2 separate regions of the Sus scrofa genome follow, and region 1 is linked to region 2. A link is a contact called in public promoter capture Hi-C data. All regions are on one chromosome and are shown on one strand. Each heading gives the region's core, a stretch centred on a gene start, on an enhancer-like site or on the middle of the called end of the contact. The rest is flanking DNA. Distances are from core to core; before and after follow the strand shown.

The links. Promoter capture Hi-C pulls out the DNA fragments that hold promoters and counts their contacts.
Region 1: a contact with region 2 is called in a promoter capture Hi-C map of liver, with 4 times the contacts expected there. The contact joins the enhancer-like site here to the promoter of ABTB2 in region 2. A contact is called at or near these places in 4 of 5 promoter capture datasets (fetal liver, fetal skeletal muscle and liver) and 16 of 47 Hi-C or Micro-C datasets (alveolar macrophages, embryonic fibroblasts, fetal heart ventricle and 10 more).

What each region holds. Positions count from the first base shown.
Region 1 is chr2:26,912,534-26,916,951 of Sscrofa11.1, reverse strand. No RefSeq gene overlaps it. Among named protein-coding and RNA genes, the nearest start is that of CAPRIN1, 39 kb to the right of the region's middle. Within about 2 kb of position 1,386, at least 2 of the 83 cell types and tissues checked have an H3K27ac peak or open chromatin away from gene starts, as enhancers often do. A contact at or near this core is called in liver, where this site is marked.
Region 2 is chr2:26,577,263-26,581,477 of Sscrofa11.1, reverse strand. ABTB2 (ankyrin repeat and BTB/POZ domain-containing protein 2) reads right to left here and starts at 1,952. Exons shown (of 17, transcript XM_003122881.5): 1 at 591-1,952. The coding sequence starts at 1,473.

The sequences.
Region 1 (4,418 bases), core at 137-2,636, 340 kb before region 2:
GAAGGTCATCAATCATCATGGCCCCAGACCTTCCAGCTTAGCCTGGATGCCAGCTAAACCCAGCTGCATGTATAAAACCAGCCAACACCACCTGGGGCAGAAGAATGCCCAGTCAACCCACAGAATCATGAGGAAAAAGGAATCATTGTTGTTTTTAGTTGCCAAGTTTGGGGATGAATGGTTACGCAGTCTTTGGCTTGGCATAGGTAACATCATGTGTCCGGGAGCCCCTAGGCCTCCGACTGGAAATACCTGCTTTTCTTGTGTCCTCCCTTGACATCTCAGTGGCTGTTCAGAAAAATGGTAGGCAAGTGGGGGAGAAAAGCTATGTTCACCTGCTTTGGGGGGGTTTGTATTAATGTAATTTTCAGAAAGAGCAAGAACTTTGGGGCAAGAATACTTGGATTTGAATACTCAGCTTTGTCTCTTTCCAGTGAGTCACCATGAACAAGACACATTGCCTTTCTGTGTCTTTCTAAAAACTAGAAGTAATTTTTTTTGGCCATTTCTTTATTACTCAATGAATTTATCACATCTGTAGTTGTATAATGATCATAACATTCCAATTTCACAGGATTTCCCTTCCACAACCAAGCACATCCCCCCACCCCTCAAACTGCCTCCTTTGGAGACCATAAGTTTTTCAATGTCTGTGAGTCAGCATCTCTTTGTAAAGAAGTTCAGTCTGTCCTTTTTTCAGATTCCACATGTCAGTGAAAGCATTTGATGTTGGTGTCTCATTGTATGGCTGACTTCACTTAGCATGATAATTTCTAGGTCCATCCATGTTGCTAAAAATGCCAGTATTTCATTCATTTTAATGGCCGAGTAATATTCCACTGTGTATATATGTACCACATCTTCTTGATCCATCCTCTGTTGATGGACATTTAGGTTGTTTCCATGTCTTGGCTATTGAAAATAAAAAAACTAGAAATAATTTTGATTTTTACATATAAGGTTCTTTTGTGGAGATGAAGTGAGAGATATTCCACAAATATTTACTGAGACTTGACACTACCCATTACACTGTTGGCTCTTCGAGAACAATCTCTTGGTACTATCACTTTTTCTAAAGTTCCAAAATTATTTACTGAGTGAATGAATGGTGACAGATCCTGGTGACACAAAGACAGAATTGATGTCTGAAAAGCTCAAAGGTACGGAATGTGTATGAAACTACAAAGTGGTATACGATTTTTATTTTTATCATTTTACTTTTAAATACAGTGATTCACTGACTCGCTAATTAGATTTGCTAACTCTTCCCACCTCATTCCCAAAAGGATTTGCAGAAGCTTTAAAAAAGCATCAAATATAAAAGGATAAACTATAGATGAGAAAACTAGGGTAAAGGGAAAATAAAGGTCAGAACAATGATTTGTTAATCTGTAACTTCATTGCAACATACTTTGGCTTTTTAAAGCTGATATCTTCACTTAAGGTAATTAAGATGCCAAGATTTCTAGAAGCAATAAAATCTGTTAAATTAGCCACCTGTAGTTTAGCCATAGGTAGGTCCACTGAGATTTCACTATATGTAACAATTGGTAAGAAAAGTCCTGAAAACCTCCTCTCCTCCAGTTGGCCAGTTCAGTCTAGGAATGCAGCCATTGTGTATATAGTGATCAGGTGATAAGCAGTGGAGACTAGCAGGTAAAAACTGGAAAGCAGCTAGTAGCTAAAATAGGCTTCTATCTGGAGTTCCCATTGTGGCTCTGTGGTTAAAAAATCTGACTAGAAACCATGAGGTTGCAGGTTCGATCCCTGACCTTGCTCAGTGGGTTGATGATCCGGCGTTGCCGTGAGCTGCGGTATAGTTGCAGACGAGGCTCGGATCTGGCGGTGCTGTGACTCTGGCGTAGGCCAGCAGCTGTAGCTCCGAATTGACCCCTAGCCTGGGAACCTCCATATGCCACAGGAGTGGCCCTAGAAAAAGGCAAATAAATAAATAAATAATAAAATAAAATAAAATAGGCTTCTATCTCTTACTAGGTATATGACCTAGAGCAGGTCGTCTTTTAAGCCTCGGTTTCCTTATCAGTAAAATGGGTGAGTAATAGTACTGGCAACATAGGGTTGTTTGTGAGAATTAAATGAGATAATCCACATGGCACATGGTACATTTTCACGGGTGTTGGCTGTTATCACCATTGTAGCAAAGAGAAGATGGCCTGTGGGAGGGAGAAGGGTCTCTGGATCTTGGGCAGGTGTAATTTTATTGTAAATCTGAGTGAGCAGGTATTAATTGGGACACTTTGCTGGCAAGTGGAGTGTGCTCTCGTATTTCATCTGTCAGAACACGTGATCACCACCCTAGTCTTCCTGGGGTATCCTTCTGCCTTGGGAGATTAAAAGCATTATGGAGGAGGGCAAAGAGGAAATCCAGCTTCTGGCACTCAAAAATTGGATTTTTGCTTCTTTTTGGATGCTTTGCCCTCAACTAAAGTATCTCACCAATGAGGAGTTATGTCTTAGGTATAGTCATCAGGTATAAATGACAGGTCTTCCACCTCAGATGTGGTTAACTGAGAGTGAGCAGCAGAAATGAGCGCTCATCTAAGGAGACTAAAAGCTCTTTAAAATGATGTTTATCCATACTGATTATGTTCATATGTTTTAACTTTTTTTAGTTTTTATTTTTTTGGTCTTTTTGTCTTTTTAGGGCCACACCTCTGCATATGGAGGTTCCCAGGCTAGGGATTGAATTAGAACTATAGCTGCCAACCTATACCACAGCCACAGCAACTCAGGATCCAAGCCCCATCTGCAACCCACACCACAGCTCACAGCAACTCCAGATCCTTAACCCACTGAGCAAGGCCAGGGATTGAACCCATGTCCTCATGGATCCTAGTCAGGTTCGCTAACCACTGTGCCACAAGAGGAACTCCTCATATGTTTTAACTTTAAAAGCAATTTTAGAAATCAATATTGAAGTATAATTTGATTCTTTACTTGCAAATTCCTAATTGTAACACCTTTGAGTCCTCCTTTTTAGAAAAGAAAGCTTTTAAGAAGCAAGCAGTGTAGGTGTACTATTATGGTTCAGTGGTTAACGAACCCGACTAGTATCCACGAGGACATGGATTCGATTCCTGGCCTTGATCAGTGGGTTAAAAACCCGGCATTGCCATGAGCTGTGGTGTAGGTCACAGACCTGGCTTGGATCCTGTGTTGGTGTGGCTGTGGTATAGGCCAGTATCTACAGCTCCAATTCGACCCCTAGCCTGGGAACCACGATATGCTATGGGTGTGGCCCTAAAAAGACAACACCAACAAAAAAGAAGCACTGTAACTCAGAGAGACCATGAGAAAAAGTATGCCAGAGTCGCCCAAAACAAAAGTCCCTTGTTTCAGAGAAATGTGTGGATTTGAAAAGATTAGCAGAAGACCAGCTTAATTCATGTGATGGCATACACATTCTTAGTAAAAATTCAAAATGCTTTCTGTGTTCAGGGTGCTAAGCTGGTGTACAACAAGGTTAATGCCATATTCTGTTAGAATTTGCTTGCCTAGAGTCCAAAGTTGATTTTAGATTCTAAAGTTTTCTTCTTTTATAGGCATTGAAATTTTTCAAAGCTGAGTTTCAGAGCACATGGTGACTCAGCTTTTGTGGGGATGGGTTAACAATTCCAGCTAAATTTCAAATTCATTGAAGGTCTCCTTCATTCTGGAGTAGTTGAAAACTTAAACTTGTAAGGTCAGGACTATCCATGTCTCATCATCCTGTCATTATATGAATAGCAATGGAGAAGCAAGCCGAAAAACCAGCAAGGGAGATGAGTCTACTGGAATACCAATAAGAGAGAAAAACATGAAATCATCCTGTTTGGGAAGGTGGGTGGAAGCTCTTGGGAGCCAGGACAAAGCGTTTGTAGTGGCCATTTCCTCTGCTGGCAACAGCCCTCAGGTTTTACTTGGAGGGGAGCACCCCTCCCCGACTATCAGCTGTGTGGTTTGGGTGGGATTGACCTCAGCTGCAATTCTAGGCTAAACTGTCATTTGCTTAAGCCACCCTCTGCCCCTTGGCCACCATGGTCTTTCCAAAATAGCCACATGATGCAATCTAAGACTAGATGCAAAGGGAGATTATGATATTGGGGGATGCGAAGGGGAGTTTCCTTCCCTTCACTGAGAATTCTGTTCCCCCGAAGAGTGATTATAAAACCTAGAGGCCTGACCTGCTTGGTAGTCATGTTATTACTGAGTGTGGGGGTCCCAGAGCTGCCAGGAATCCACTTTGTGGAGGATAAAGCCAGCCCAGCAGAGGGCAGAGGAAAAATGTGGACAGAAACAGTACTTAGTTGAAATCACTTGAGCTATTGGATCAAAATATACTTGAAGTCAGATACCACAGGACTTTCAGTGAAATAAACCAATAAACTCCTTTATTGCTTAAATGAATTTTCTGTGGC
Region 2 (4,215 bases), core at 703-3,202:
CCCTACCACCCTTTGCAATGAAGCCATGTCATCTTTCAGAGAAATGCAACTACCCAATGGTTTCTTTTCTGAACTTGACACCATGGTGTTGCCCATTTCCCCCATCCCTCTTCCCCATACGTAGTTTACTAACTGGGTCATCATTTCTTTCCAGAAAGCACATAAGGTTGTGTATTAATACAAAACAGGGTTTTAGTCAACTGCTCACTTGGTGAAAGCTTGGAAAGTCAGGTCCAACTACAGATCCATCAAGCAAGGCAGAGCGCGACAAGGCAGTAGTAAGCTTCACGCCAAGAGAGGTTTAGGGCTGCTCAAGAGGTTCAATTAGTGAACAGCCGCCAATAGTGACACCACCATGCAGAACAGGTTGCAAAAGATCAACCACGACCTTGCCCCGCAAAAGTCAGTCGCCCAAAGAACACGCTCAGCCAAAAGCCTGTTAATAAACTTCTCCACTGGTAGACCAAACGTCTTCTTTCAGGTCCTGAATTTCTTTTCTTTCGCCTTAGGACATTCACCCCCTGGGTAGCCCAGGGCGGATTCCTCTCCCACCCGTACGAGGGTCGAGGGTCGGGAGCCCGTGTGCTTACCATTGGCGTTCTTGCCGCAGATGAGATGCTCATAGGGCTGCAGGACGCCCCAGAGCTCGGCATCATTGTTGATGACCATCTCCAAGGCCTCAGCGGACACCTCTCCGCCTCCAGCACCTCCGCCGTCGGGGCTCTGGCTGGCCAGCACCCTGGCCCGGATCTCCTCCACCAAGTTCTCCATGCAGGCGGTGAGCGAGATGGCCGCGTACTCGTGGATGCGCACGGAGATGCGGGTGTCCACCATCCAGCGGAAGAAGCGACCCACGGAGAAGGTGAGGCCACAGCGTGCCGACTTGCCCCGGCGCAGCCCATCGCCAGCGCTCATGCTGTACAGGGACAGTGCCTTGACGGCGGCCAGGGCGCAGCTCTCGGCCAGTGCCCAACTGTGAACCAGGCGCACGGCGCTCTGCACCTCGAAACGGGTGCACTTGGCGTGCAGCACGCTCAGGCGCTGCGCCTCGCGGGCCACACGGATGAGCGCCCGACGGAGCAGCCCCGCCAAGCGCCTGACCGCCTCGGCGGAGAATAGGGGCAGTCGCCGGGCGCCCGCACCTTTGCGAAGCACCCGGGCCACGTCTCCCTCGGTCCAAGGGAACTCCTCCAGCTCGGGGAGGCGCGGGCAGCGCGAGAAGAGGTCTGCCACCTCGGGGTCCTCGGGCAGCACCGTGTTCACCGTGTCCCAACTGTTGTGGCGGCTGTTCATGGAGCCAGAATAGCACCACCAGGCCGCCCCGCGGTGCTGCTGCGCCGAAGAGTTGAGCGCCTGCGAGTTGGACTTGGAGGACGAGAGACTGAGAGAGCGGCACGAGTCCCCCGCCCCATACCCGGAGTCCAAGGTCAAGTCCTCCAGCGTCTTCAAAGTGGAACTGTACGTCCCGGCCATGGGGAGCCTGCCGGGGGCGGCCTCGCCGAGCGAGGGGCGCTCACAACTCCATGCGCCCTTCCCCAAGTGGGCAGAAAAAGCTCTAAGCTCTCCCGGGCGCCCTCCTTCCTCTTGGCGCCGCGGGGCTTGGCCGCCGCATCGCCCGCCCGCCTGCTCCGGCGGCCGCGGGAAGGTAGGCGAGATTCCCGGCTGCCGGAGCCCCCCGCGTCTGGCGGCCCGATTCCAAGCTGTCACTGGAACGGTCCCCCGCTGCTCGTCCTCAGCACTCCCCAGTCCACTTCAACTTCCCCCAGGCAGAGCGTCTATCCTCCGTAGAGAAGGAATCCCGAGAGAACAGGGCGGCGGCGGCAGGAGAAGGAGGCGGCTCCCGGCGCTGCGCGAGTCCCGGACCAGCCGGCCTGAAAGCGCTCGGCAAACTTCTGCGCTGAACCGGCCGCCCGCACAGCTGGGTACCCGGCTGCTGCCGACATGCAAATAACCAGCGGCGGGCCCACCAATCATCGGCCGTGACGGGCAGGGGTTGCACCAATGATCTCCCACAGGGGCGGTCACTATGCAGATTGCACTCAGCCGCGGGTGAAACCCCGCGGCGGCGGAGGCGGGGCTGGAGGCCGAGGGTCGAGAAAGGCGGCTGGGAGGACGTTGGAGGAGGGGGAAGAGAAGGAGAATGAGAGAACTGGGAGCTGGGATGTGGGGAGCAGAGACTGGGAAAGGAGAGGTTGAAACGCGAGGCTCGGGAGCCCACGATTTAAAGAAAAATATAAAGGAAAAGCCACTGTGCGCTGTCCTCTTCCCGCCGTCCGGGCTTTGAGTGTTCGCAGCTCCGTTTCGAGCCTTCTGCTGCCGAACGCCAATGCTGGCGTGGGTCGCAGAAGGAGGTTGAATAGGGAAGGGGACCTCGGCATGGGGGAGGGGGTCCAAGCCTGGCGCTCCACCTCTCCGAGGACTTTCTGCCAAGTCCCTCCCTTTTTCTCCGAGACGAAACTCCAGTTGTGTTTGGAGAGAGGAGGAACGCCCCTAACTTGCCTCCCTTCCCAAATCCGTCTGGTTTTCTTGACGTTGCTATCTAGGCTCCAATCAGAACAGAATTTCTTCTTAACCTGGAAACTGATAGACCGACGGGCTCCAGGAGGCCTGCGATTCCGCCCCTGCCTCCCCAGGCACTTGAAATTACACACGCAATAGTCGGAGTATTTCTCTGGGGAGAGGCCCAGATCAGATTCTCAAAAGTGTCCTTGACTCCCCTGTTACAACTGTGCAACGCTGCTTGCCATCAGGTGCCTTTCTGATCGAGATGCCAGTGTCCCACAGTGTCTATGTGTAGGGTTATTACTGGAAGAATGTGAAGGTGAGAAACGTCCCTAGCGCTGGCCTGGGATTGGAACACCTGGCTGAATTTAGCTCTTCCTAATGATGTGACAAGGGAGAAATATATGCATCCCCGCCCCCAGCCCCAGGACTTCCTTCCTCTGAATAAAATGAGAGCTGACATCCAAGAAACACCATTGTAAACCTGTCTCAGATGCGTCCTAATCAGAGCTTTATTGGTTCTAGCAGATCCACGCCCGCCCCACTCCGTCCCGCAGTTGTCCTGTAACTATTCACACACGTGCACGAACGTGCATGTGCTGTGCCCCCTCCAGTGTGAAACCGCAAAATCAAGGAGACTGCGCGAGTTTCCCCCAAGTCAGCCTCCTCCCGCACTCTGGAATAGAATAGCTCCTTTGTGCTGTATCTTACATGGCCCTGACCTTGGGCCTTGAGTTGATACGAACTAGAAATGTCTGGTTTGTCTCTTCTTAAATTAACTGCCTTTTCCTGTGAAACTCCTTTTTCTTGGGCAGTTTTGCCTGATTGTTTTTTCCTGCGGGTCTTTATTTATGCAATATCGCCGCCTCGTGGTTAAAACTGGGGACGGCTTCAAGGGTGGGCGTACTAATGAACCACCCAAGTCCGCAGAGTCTAAATCAAGAGAAGACACAAAACTACATCTTAAGCAGGAGCGACAAGTCGAAGTAGGTAAGGAGGTTCAACTTGTCAAAAATGCGAAAACTCATTTGATGCAATTTAAAATGAACTAGGGGAAATACAACAGCATTAAGGCAAATATCGCCCTCTAACGGATATTTAGAGGAAATAAAATACACAGGTTTTTTTGTTTGGGTTTTTCCCTACCATTTTTCACTTTGTTGTGCATTCCCTTAAAAAGTTATGCAAATGACTTAACTGGAAATTTAGGGCGGGGAACTCAATGAATGGAAAGGTTATCTGGGAAACTATCTGAAATATTTCTTGGGGGAAAGAGCAGGTGGGGTTAAGTTACTTGATGACCAGAAGTGTAAAAATAATCAACCATGCCTGTAACCAAATTTCAGAATCCTGTGGATGTTAAATTGCACCACAAGGATTTTTCAGAAAAATTCAGTCATGGGAAATGCTACTGGACAAACAACTGGAGTTTCCTTAGTAAATTGCACAGAAAGAAATAGATGGAGAGGAAACCTATACACTGAAAGAGACTTAGAAGACATGCCAGGTAGTTCTCTTCGTGGTTCAGAGGAAACGAATCTGATTAGCATCCATGAGAATGCAGGTTTGATCCCTGGCCTCGCAAGGTGGGCTAAGCATCCAGCGATGCTGTGAACTGTGGTGGAGGTCGCAGATGGAGCTTAGATCTGGCATTGCTGTAACTATGGTGTAGGCTGGCAGCTCTAGCTCCAATTGGACCCCTAGCCTGGAAAC